Linked DNA regions of Rattus norvegicus: region 1 is linked to region 2. Evidence: chromatin contacts called from public Hi-C data. All regions are on one chromosome and are shown on one strand. Each heading gives the region's core, a stretch centred on a gene start, on an enhancer-like site or on the middle of the called end of the contact. The rest is flanking DNA. Distances are from core to core; before and after follow the strand shown.

Region 1 (5,015 bases), core at 759-3,258, 530 kb before region 2:
GGAATTCCCTGTCATCGTGGGTTCAGGTGAAACAAACATCTTGGGCATCAGTGTCTCTAAATTATCTTAGCAATGATAATCTTAGCCAGTCTCACTGCTTGACCTGTGAGTAGTCCTCCATGCTGAACCTGGGCTTGCTTCTGGGACTATTCAGCCCCTCTCTTGGATATTTTAATACAGAAGTGTCTTTGGGTGGGAATACACCAGACCCTTACACAGATGTTAAGAGATCAAAGAAAAAAGAGCAACTAGAGTTAGAGATGGGTAGAGGGATAGGTTCATATTTCTACCAGAGGATACGGAGGGATGGAAGAAGGGTGCTGTTCACACAACCCCTCACACCTTTGCCACCACAAACCTGGCTGTGCTGGCCATTACTGACAGCACTTCCCAAATGGGGGCGGGGAGCAGGGATTCTCTGCTACACCACATTTCGCAAGACACTCCTTCTCCTAAGAACCTTCGAGTTCTAGGATGGAGAAGCGCATTGAAGGCATAAGGTATCAGAGAGCATCTGGAAGATGGACTCCAATCCTTGAGTTTGTAGTTGACTCCGAGTGTTCTCCAGGAATACTTTCCAGAACCCCCACACCCCATGAATACTAAATCCCAAGGACGACCAAGATCCTCTTTAAGATTTCAGAGCATTTTGTAGGACCTGCTCACACCCCGTAAACCACCAATGTAAATGCTTTCACGAGTTGTTATATGTCTTACTTAGACACTTGTGTCCAGGCTGAGGTCCATAGGACACATGCAACTCAGGACAGCTATGACTACAGCCTAACCCGAAATCACAAACTTACTACAAACAGGGTGTTGTTGTTATTGTTGTTGTTGTTGTTGTTGTTGTTGTTGTTGCTGCTGTTGTTGTTTTTGGTTTTGGTTTGTAACCTGATTGCCCAACTTCCATGCATGGTTTTTGTAGATGATGTCATGTGACAATCTCTAAAGGCCAGATACTCCTGGAAGGGAATGATGACAAAAGAAACAGTCATATGGTGGCTCATGCCTTTAATCCCAGCACTGGAGAGGCCGAGGCAGGCAGACCTGTGAGTTCAAGGTTAGCCTGGTGTACACAGTAAGTTCCAGGACAGCCAGGACTATACAGAGAAACCATATCTCAGAAAACACTAAACGGGGGAGGTGTCTGCGTGTTCAGAACAGGCCCTGGGTTTTATGTTTTAAGTATTTTAAACCTAAGGCAGTTTGAATCCACCAAGACAGTGGAACCCACCAGAAGCAGGGCTCACTATGTGGCTGAAGAAAGCTGCCCTTCCTGTGATCACTTCTTTGGGGTTAGTTGGGCCGCATGTGCCTAGAGGCCTCGTGATGTGTCCCATGACAGATAGGGTTTCCTGCCACCAACTTGCTCCTCCTCGTCTGGCTCTGGAGTGGCCTTAGTTTCAGCTTTGTTTGTTTTACAGGAGACAGTTCAGTCCAACAAACATAAGATCTGCTCTTTCCCTCTCTTTCAGTGTCTGTTCTTTGTCCGGATATGTACCCTGATACCCACGGAACGCTGACATTTGTTTCACGCCCCTGCCCAGTCCAGTGGGAGTCCTTGTAGGGTGGGGCGAGAAGCTTCACGGCACACTGTTATTCTGGGACCCAGGCTCACAGCAGCAGGTGACTCTAACAACATCCTGGGTCCTGGAGTCTTCCATGCCCGCAGAAGAGTGGAAAGAGCAGGGAACATCGGGCAGAAGTTCTGTGAACTGGGTCTGGATGCTGAAGACATCACGTCTAGACACAGTTCAGTGAGCCAGGGTTGGTCGAAAGTGTCCACTGAGTATAGAGGAGGCAGGGGAAACCGGGCTGCCTGTACTCAAATGGAAAAGAAGTGGAATTGCTTGAAGGCAGAGTGATGTCTACGCTACTTAGAGACTCACAAAACCTCTTTTGCCAAAGTGACTTCTGAAACATGAATGATTGCAGTGTAGTTGGTCAAAATGGAGCTGGTGGACCAAATCCAGCCCCTGACTCAGTTTGTGAATAACATTCTTCTGGAACATAGCCTCGGCTGTCACACCGTCTCCTTTCACACTGACCACAACAGTGCCAAGTTGTTGGGTCAGAACCCAGATGATCTGCAGGGCTTTAAACACTTCTATGACCCCCCCCCCACACACACACATGCACACACACATGCACAAACGCTTGTGACCCCTGGAAACAGCTGGATAATTAAATTCACCCATGTAGCACACCACTGTCCCCCTCTATATATCTGAATTCATTCATCTGGGGTCTGTTTTATGAAGGAATCATTCTCCATTGGGTGTTGTGTTTTCTTTTCTTTTTCTTTTTAAGACCAGAATATATTTTGGTAGGGTAAGGTATGGTGAGGTGGGAGGGGTGCCTCCGCGGTGGCCCATGCTGAGGTATCCCTTCCCCCTGAGGTACCAACCCCAAGGTGGTATAGTATAGAATAGAGTTTATTTAGGCCATGGGAAGGGGAGTTGAGAAGGGAGTAGGGGCAGATAGAAGACATACATACATACATACATACATACATACATACATACATACATACAGACAATGGAGAGGCTGGAAAGGGGGAGGGGAAAGGGGAGAGAAGGAAAAAGGGGTCAAGGAGAGAAGGGCGGGGGGGGGGTAGAAAGAGTTCTCCTTTGCTAGATTTAACAAAGAAAATAAGCATTTCTACCTCCAGGTGAGGTAATATTTTGTGGCTAGGCAGAAACTGCCTATTTCATCTACAGACTGATACTGTCCAAAAAGGGACACCTTATGCAGAATGGTTGACTGATAATTTTGCCAAGACAGAATTATCAACCCTTCAAGATTTCTGCATTTCAAGGGTCTGTCAGTTGATTTTGGGTCAGAAGGCTGAAGATTTGCGCTCACATGTGGCTAACAGAGGACTGTGCTAGTGGAGATTTGTCTCTACAACCTCTCAGCTCTGGAAGCTGTGTTAGGCTTCCTATGTGTATAGATATTTGGTCATTCTCAGATTTCTGATGGGGTTGAAGACTGATTACAGTCTCATAGCCTATCAGGCTATTTGACTTTGAAAATGCATATCTTATTAGATAGCTATCAGATAGTATACAAGCTAGCCAGAATATAACATAGATTTTAAGCCTTTCTTAAGCTGGAATGGATAACTAAATGTTCTGTTTAACTGATAAAGTGTTGGACTGGGTGTTAGATATATTTTATGCTTTTAATTACAAAATGATAATAGCTGTGCTCAGCTTATATTTGAAAGAAAAGTTTTTTTTAATTAGACAAAAAGGGTTAAATGTAGGATGTCATTATATAGGTGAAGGCAGGTACAAGATAGAATGAGGCCTGTCATTGGACGAGAAGGAAGGATGGGCGGGAGAAAAGTTTTAGAGAGGGGAGGAGACTGGAGAAGGTAGGAGAAGCAGCCGAGAGACCATGGAGGCTGATGTTAAGGTTCCTCTCCGCACATTCATGGGTTTTTATGAATGTTCTTAAGGGATGGATGTGTACAGGGCTTTGTATGTCTAGTGGTCAATTATATCTTATCAACTGGATCAGAGGTTATTATTGTGTTGTGTGTTCTTTCATGTGGCGATTTAATTGAATTCAAGAGAGTGTGATGACTGGAGACATACGTATGTCTGGCATGGTGGCAGCCTGCCTTGGGAACTAGATAGATAGAGAGATTGTTGCCAGGCTCAGAGAGAAGCCACCGGCAGTGTGATATGGGATGGAGCAGAGCGGGTGAGAGGCTTTGCTGACTGAGATGAAGACGTCTACCAGAGAGCTTGGGGCACTGCGGTGCCAAACCTAGTGCAGGGTAAAAGACAGCATTTTTTTTATAATTTTACAGCAACATTTATATTTTAAAAAGAGGAAGGAATGTGTGGGTGGGTGACCATGAAGTCCTCCAGCCTGGAGAGAGATGGTTACGTGTGTTAGGGCAATTGCTGTGTGCACCAGAGTCTTTCTCTGCATGCCTTGTTTGGCAAACACTCTGCACCATTCAGGTTCTGTGGAGGACAAAGCTCAATTTCCCTCTCAAAAAGGAGAGAAGGGATGGTTCAGCAGTTAAGAGGCTTACTGCTCCTGTAGAAGTCATCATTTCTGTTCACAGCACTCACATCAGGCTAATTACAACGAAGGGCCTGAAACTTCAACTCAGGAAGTGATCTTAGCTGTGGACATTCGCATTCATATGCACATACCTATTCTAAGCTTAATTGTGTATTAAAAGAAAGGAAGGAACCAAAAAATGTGGATGCTTCAGTCTTTCTTAGAAGGGAGGACAAAATACTCACGAGAGGAAATACAGGGACAAAGAGTGGAGCAGGGGCTGAAGGCAAGGTCATCCAGAGACTGCCCCTCCTGGGGATCATCCCATATGTAGCCACCAAACCCAATCACTATTGCTGATACCAAGAAGTGCTTGCTGACAGGAGCCAGATATGGATGTCTCCTGAGAGGTTCTGCCAGAGCCTTACTGATACAGATGAGGATGCTTGCAGTTAACCATTGGACTGAGCACAGGGACTTCAATGAAAGGACTGAAGGAACTGAAGGGGTTTGCAACACCATAAGAAGAACAACAATATCAATCAATCACCCCCACCCCACCCCCAGAGCTCCCAGGGACTAAACCACCAACCAAAGAGTACACATGGAGGGTCTATGGCTCTAGAGGCATATGTAGCAGAGGATGGCATTGTCTGGCATCAATAGGAGGAGAAGCCCTTGGTCCTGTGAAGGCTCATTTCCCCAGTGTAGGGGAATGCCAGGACGTTGAAGTGGGAGTGGGTGGGTGGGAGTGGGAGCATCTTCATAGAAGCAGTGGGAGGGGGAGAGGGGTAATGGGAGAGGGGGGTAGAGGGGATAACATTTGAAATGTAAATACATAAAATATCCAATAAAAAGAAAAAAGAAAAAAGAAAGGAAGGAAGGGACATTCAGAGGTCAAAAAAAGGTCTCTACATGAGTGGACAAAATTATAAGTGAGTATTTGAAACTAGCTGAAGACTTTCCAATATCCACCATACAACCCAGGA
Region 2 (5,315 bases), core at 1,236-3,735:
AATGTTGAACAAACCCCAAATATTATTAAGACACTAGGCAGGCCAACTCTGTTCAGGCCAAACACAACAGGTTTGGAGGCCAGATGGGGAACGGCAGCCACCACTCTGTCCTCTGATGTAGACAGGTAAAAGTAGCCCAAGCCATCCATTCCACCTGTGTCTTGGTGAGACCTGCCAGTTCCTAGGAGGCTGACTTACCTCCATGTTGGAAAGAAGAGATATGTACAAATTATTCTGAAGTCAAGAAAACAACAGGGATAGAATATTTGTTATAGGCTAGTTCTTCTAATTTATTTTTGGCTCTCCTACTTGGGCAATGTGGCAGCATATGTATAAGAATTCCTCCAGGTGGAAAAAAAAAAAACAAGTCCTCCAGTCTACCTCTGATTTATGCAGTCAGAATCTCTGGTGGTTTGAGAATCTAGGAGTTAGACTCCGCATTAGGCAGACAGATAGGCAAAGAGGCCATGGATAGATTTTAAAGATGGTGAACTTCCAAGATGGCTGACTTCTTTCTCTCCCTCATGACCTGAGACAAAAGTCTAGAAGCTTAAAACAAAGGAAGACTCTGTGGGGTTTTTTTTCCTCCTGCCAATAGGGTCTCCACTGATGGAGTGTTTCAACAAGTTCAAGGCCACATTAGGACATGTCTTTGTCCAAACTCACCAACACTATTACAGGGGAGGAAGACCCTTCGGAAACTTAAATGGTGACTTAGAATTTCGGTTGCTGTGATTAAAATAGCAAGGTGGGGAAGAAAGGGTTTTGACTTATACTTTCACATTGTAGTCCATCATTAAAGTCAGGACAGGAACTCAAACAGGGCGGTGACCTGGAGGCAGAAGCTGATACAGGGGCCACGGAGGGGTGCTACCTACTGGCTTGCTCCCCATGGCTTGCTCAACCTACATTTTTATAGAACCCAAGACCACCAGCCCAGGGATACCACCCCCCACACACACACATGACACAGTGGTCTGGGCCCTCCCCCATAGATCACTAATTAAGAAAATGCCCTCCAGCTGGATCTGGTGGAGGCATTTTCTCAATTATGATTCCCTCCTTTCAGATGAAGCTAGCTTGTGTCAGGTTGACACAAAAATCAGCCAGCACAAATAGTATTCGAGATTTCTCCATTGCTACTTGTCATGCTAAAGGATTTTTTTCTCTGCCTTTTAATTCTTTGACTGATGGAGAGAAAAAAAAGTCAAGATTCTAGACAGTAGCAGTTTGGGCCTCTTGTGAACCTATGTTTAAAGATGGTCTTTGTATTTGTCTTTATCTGTTTTATGTGAATGCAAGCATGTTTGCATTTGGGAACAATTTTCAGGTGTTGACTCCTGCCTTCCACCTGAATGGAAGAAAAATGAAATAAAAAAGGAGGAGTGTGAAACCAAACACAGGAGCAGGCAGGAGCGGCTCGCCCTGCCTGTTACTGGGAGACTGAAACAGGAAAAACATACCTTGCAGGTTAAGAGTTCTGTTTGCAGTCAAGACAAGAGTAAGTTTCTGTTTGTCTTATGTTTGTTTGACCTATTACATTGGACGTGTTTGATCATGAGTGGGCAGAAGGTATGTGGACAGGAAATATGTCAGGATGTATGCTTGTCCCTGATTAGATTTGATGGGAAATATAGTGGCCTGGTGGGGTTTTAGCTTCTGCAAAGTGTGACTCGTGGCCATTTTCTTGGAACCCAGAAATGGACCCGGATAGATATCTTCCTGACCAGTATTTAACTAAAGTTTGCTTCAAATATGGCTTTAAAGTTGTGGTAGTGGCCTTATCCAACCCCCCAACACCCGTGGGATTAACAAGACATAACTAGAAGATTTATTGTAGATATAGGGGAGAAAGCATGCAGAGGGAAGAGTCCAGGCTATACATGGCTGACAGACTAAACTAGAACACTGAAGAGAGATGGGGAACGGGAGCAAGAGAAGAACATGCGACTATGAGAGGCACCCAAGCCAAGAGACCAGAGTAGCCAAAATGGCCGAGTTATATAGCGATCAGGCTCGGGAAGGTAAAGCAGACGCGCACCCCTCCCCGTCCCCCTCCCCCTCCCCCTCCCCCAGAGGGTTAGCGTAGCAGACTGGGTGAGAACTGCTGGAAGGCGCCACAGGTACTGAGTGATACTTGTCCTGGGCTTCTTTGAGACCTATCACCACTATGCAGCATAATCTTTCTTGTTTCTGCCCCACTGTCTCATCCAGGAGCGGCGGTAAGGTTCCAGCCATGTTCCTCGAATCTCAACACAGATGTACTAAGATTACAGATCAAAAGGGGTGCCAAACCAGTGATTTCACCCACTGAGCCATCTCCCTGGCTCGGGTCAGCATTTTAACAGGACCAAGCAATTCTTGTCCACACAGACATTTGACACCCACTGCATTGGATCTTCGAGCCTTTCAGATGAAGAACTGTTTGCTCTGGGAATCCATTTTACCTCACGCCTAAAACTGACAGGGAAGAAAGTCCTCGAGTGCCCTCTGGAGGTCATCGTAGGAACTGGGCAGCTTTATAGTGAGGTTTTGTTTTCTTTTTCTCGGGAACAGGTATAAAAATACCAAGTGTGATTTTTGAGCCCTTCCTAGAACCAAACATTGTGATTAGGAATTCGCACAAATTTTTTCATTTAGACTATCATGCAGGTGTTACTATTCTGCAATTCTGGCATTTGACCACCTCCTTTTAACTTGGTTTTCCTTGGCGTCCAGTATACCCACACCCTTTTTCATTTGCCTTGGGTCCCTCTGTCTCTTCTTCTTCCGTCTGTCTCAGTACCCATCTCCCAGGTCTTCTCATCTTCCCCCAGGGAGCAATGCTTGGGTTTCTTTTCCTTGTGCGCTCAACTTCTTAATGAATTCTTTTATCCATATGCCAACAAACCCCACATTTCTATCTTGTGACCAGCGTGCTTCTTGAGACACAGGCAGCTGCCTTCTGGACATGTCTACTTGGACGCCTGAGAGACGCCACAATTGTGTCTAAAAACAAAGTTCTCCTTTTCTTCCTTAAACCTCTTCCATTTGAGATTTCTCTCATCTCAGATGATGGAAATTCTCTCTCACTGCAGTTGAGTAACTGCGTGGTGTTCTCACTGGGTCCTCTCACTCATAGCCCTGCTCCATCACATATCCCTCTCCTCGCCTGGAGCCTTGCTTCAGCCTCCCCCTTGGTCTTTTTATCCAACTGTCTTTCCAAGAGACAATTCTCAGAAACCAGAATGGCTTTCGTAGAACGCTTCTCAGCTCTTAATTTCTCTACTTAATGTCCTTCCAAGCCTCCGGTTTTACTCTGATAAATGTCAAAGTCCTTCATATGGCCAAGAAGACCCTGCACAGGCAAGGTTCCCCAATGTTTCTCCGACTCTGGCTCCTTTTGAATTCCTCTTTGTCTATCTAGCTCTGGCCATAGCTGTGCTATTCCTAATACAAGCCTGGTAGGAGCACCTTCCCATCCACTTACCTAACCCTTTAGCTGCTGCAAACACTTACTCCAGCATGACCTGGTCCACAGAGTCTACTCTGTCATTTCTGTTTAAATTGGCAACTTGCTCCACCCCCACCCCCAGCCCCTCTGTAGCACTGCCCCACCCCCAACCCCTTACCACACTGTGCCCTGTCTGTGGCGTGTCATGGCTTTCCAAACTATTGTCTAATCTAGTAGTTATGTCCCTGGGTATTCGTTCCACTAGAATTTTTAACCCCAAATAGGCAGATATCTCTGTCCCTTTTGTTTACTGATGTGCCCAACACATAGATCACTGACTTAAATATTTTAAAAATGTTTGCTGAATAAGACATGACCACATCCTTGGCTCTCGGTGCTTCAGTAATTCACTTAAAAAGTAAATCGGAATAATCAGCATATTTGTTTTTCTATCATGGTAGCCCTGTAACACCTGACCTCGGCAGTTTCTGCAGAGAGCAGTTCCCAAGAGGAATGACATACATGGGGCTGTCTGTTCTCACACACCTCTTCTGGAGCAAACTGAGACCCCCGCCACTTGGGTCCTCCATAGCAATTCAGCACATGGCCATCTCCCTAACCTGATTTATCTAGGACAGTAATGCTGTTACTTATAGAATTTTTCCTCCAAGCAAAAAATCATGTGTGGCATTTTTCATGTATGATTCCTACTTAAATATGAGTCCCAAGAAATTGTGACTCACACATACACACACACAGCTATGTAAAGTTGTATGTGGTGGCTTTTCTGTAAGGTTCTCCTGAACAAGACTGTCTCATCTTCAGATATATCTTCATAAGAGAGGGGACAGCAGCCACACTGCCAGTGTCCTGAGTTGCCAGCAGCTGTATTTGTTAGAGGGAAACAAGCCTGCTTATTGCTCTGAGAACAGTGGAGATTGAGTGTGGAGAATACAGCTGCTGGACCTGTACTGGCTCGCACCTGGATACAAAGGGAGGGTCCTGGACCTTGTGTTTCTTAAGTCTTCTTGGCCGAATTAACCTGAGTCGCTAATGTAGAATTTTGTCTCTTAACCCAAAGGTGCATTGCTTCCCGGAGCCTCAGGATTCCTGGAGAACCCAATTGCTGTGGCCTTGCTTAGTATCACTAAATCCACATTCTGTCCTGGCCAATGCCAGCCTGACCCAGGTCCTCTGGTGCTGTGACCACGGCTGCTGCCACCAGCTCTGCAAATGAAAACAAACCCAAGGGATTGCTCAGAACTTAATGAATGAAGCATTTCTTTTCTATAATTTGTTTTTACTTCAAGAAAAAATGAGACTCCCAAGAAGCACTCTCAGAAAATGAAAGGACAGGACAGGAAAAGCCCTGCCCTCTGAAAAATCTATCAAGTGCGCCCACACAAGTTCCCAGCCGTCCGACCACACATGCAGTTCCTCAGATTTATAGCTTAATCTTGCAAAAATGGGACCGGTTGCTTTGAGAAAAACAGTTAACTAGACAGATTGCTTGGGGGTGAAAGGAAGACTTCTGCCTGTGTCCGTGATTAACTTGTGCAGAGCGTGAGTTTCAGTCGCAAAAACAAAAACAGCGCGCAGCGGCATAAGATATCCGTCACAGTTGCCATTGTACCCAAGGCGGAATTACTTACCTATAGGAGTCACTGCAAAATCTGCTATAAGCCATGCTGCTAGCTACCGCCTCCTCTGCAGGGTACTTTGTAACTGTTAACACAAGGTGAACCAGAACTGAGGAAACGCAGGCTTCTCTTGACCCCCGGAAGTCCACACTCACCAGGCTGTGTTCTCACCTTCCTCGAAACCACTTCTCAGTCTCACCACAGGGCCCTGACCTCCAATGAGGGGAGCGATACCTGGAGTA

What was found. A called contact is a pair of places that touch in the nucleus more often than the background predicts.
Region 1: a contact with region 2 is called in a Hi-C map of Schwann cells, with 13 times the contacts expected there. The contact joins two enhancer-like sites. A contact is called at or near these places in 11 of 12 Hi-C or Micro-C datasets (the A7r5 cell line, the Rat2 cell line, Schwann cells and 6 more) and 1 of 1 datasets of contacts at active chromatin or transcription factors (oligodendrocytes).

The regions. Positions count from the first base shown.
Region 1 is chr1:223,304,729-223,309,743 of GRCr8, reverse strand. All of the region lies in intron 2 of Gna14 (G protein subunit alpha 14), which reads right to left. Among named protein-coding and RNA genes, the nearest start is that of Gna14, 170 kb to the right of the region's middle. Within about 2 kb of position 2,008, at least 5 of the 93 cell types and tissues checked have an H3K27ac peak or open chromatin away from gene starts, as enhancers often do. A contact at or near this core is called in Schwann cells, where this site is marked.
Region 2 is chr1:222,775,866-222,781,180 of GRCr8, reverse strand. No RefSeq gene overlaps it. Among named protein-coding and RNA genes, the nearest start is that of Gnaq, 74 kb to the left of the region's middle. Within about 2 kb of position 2,485, at least 19 of the 93 cell types and tissues checked have an H3K27ac peak or open chromatin away from gene starts, as enhancers often do. A contact at or near this core is called in Schwann cells, where this site is marked.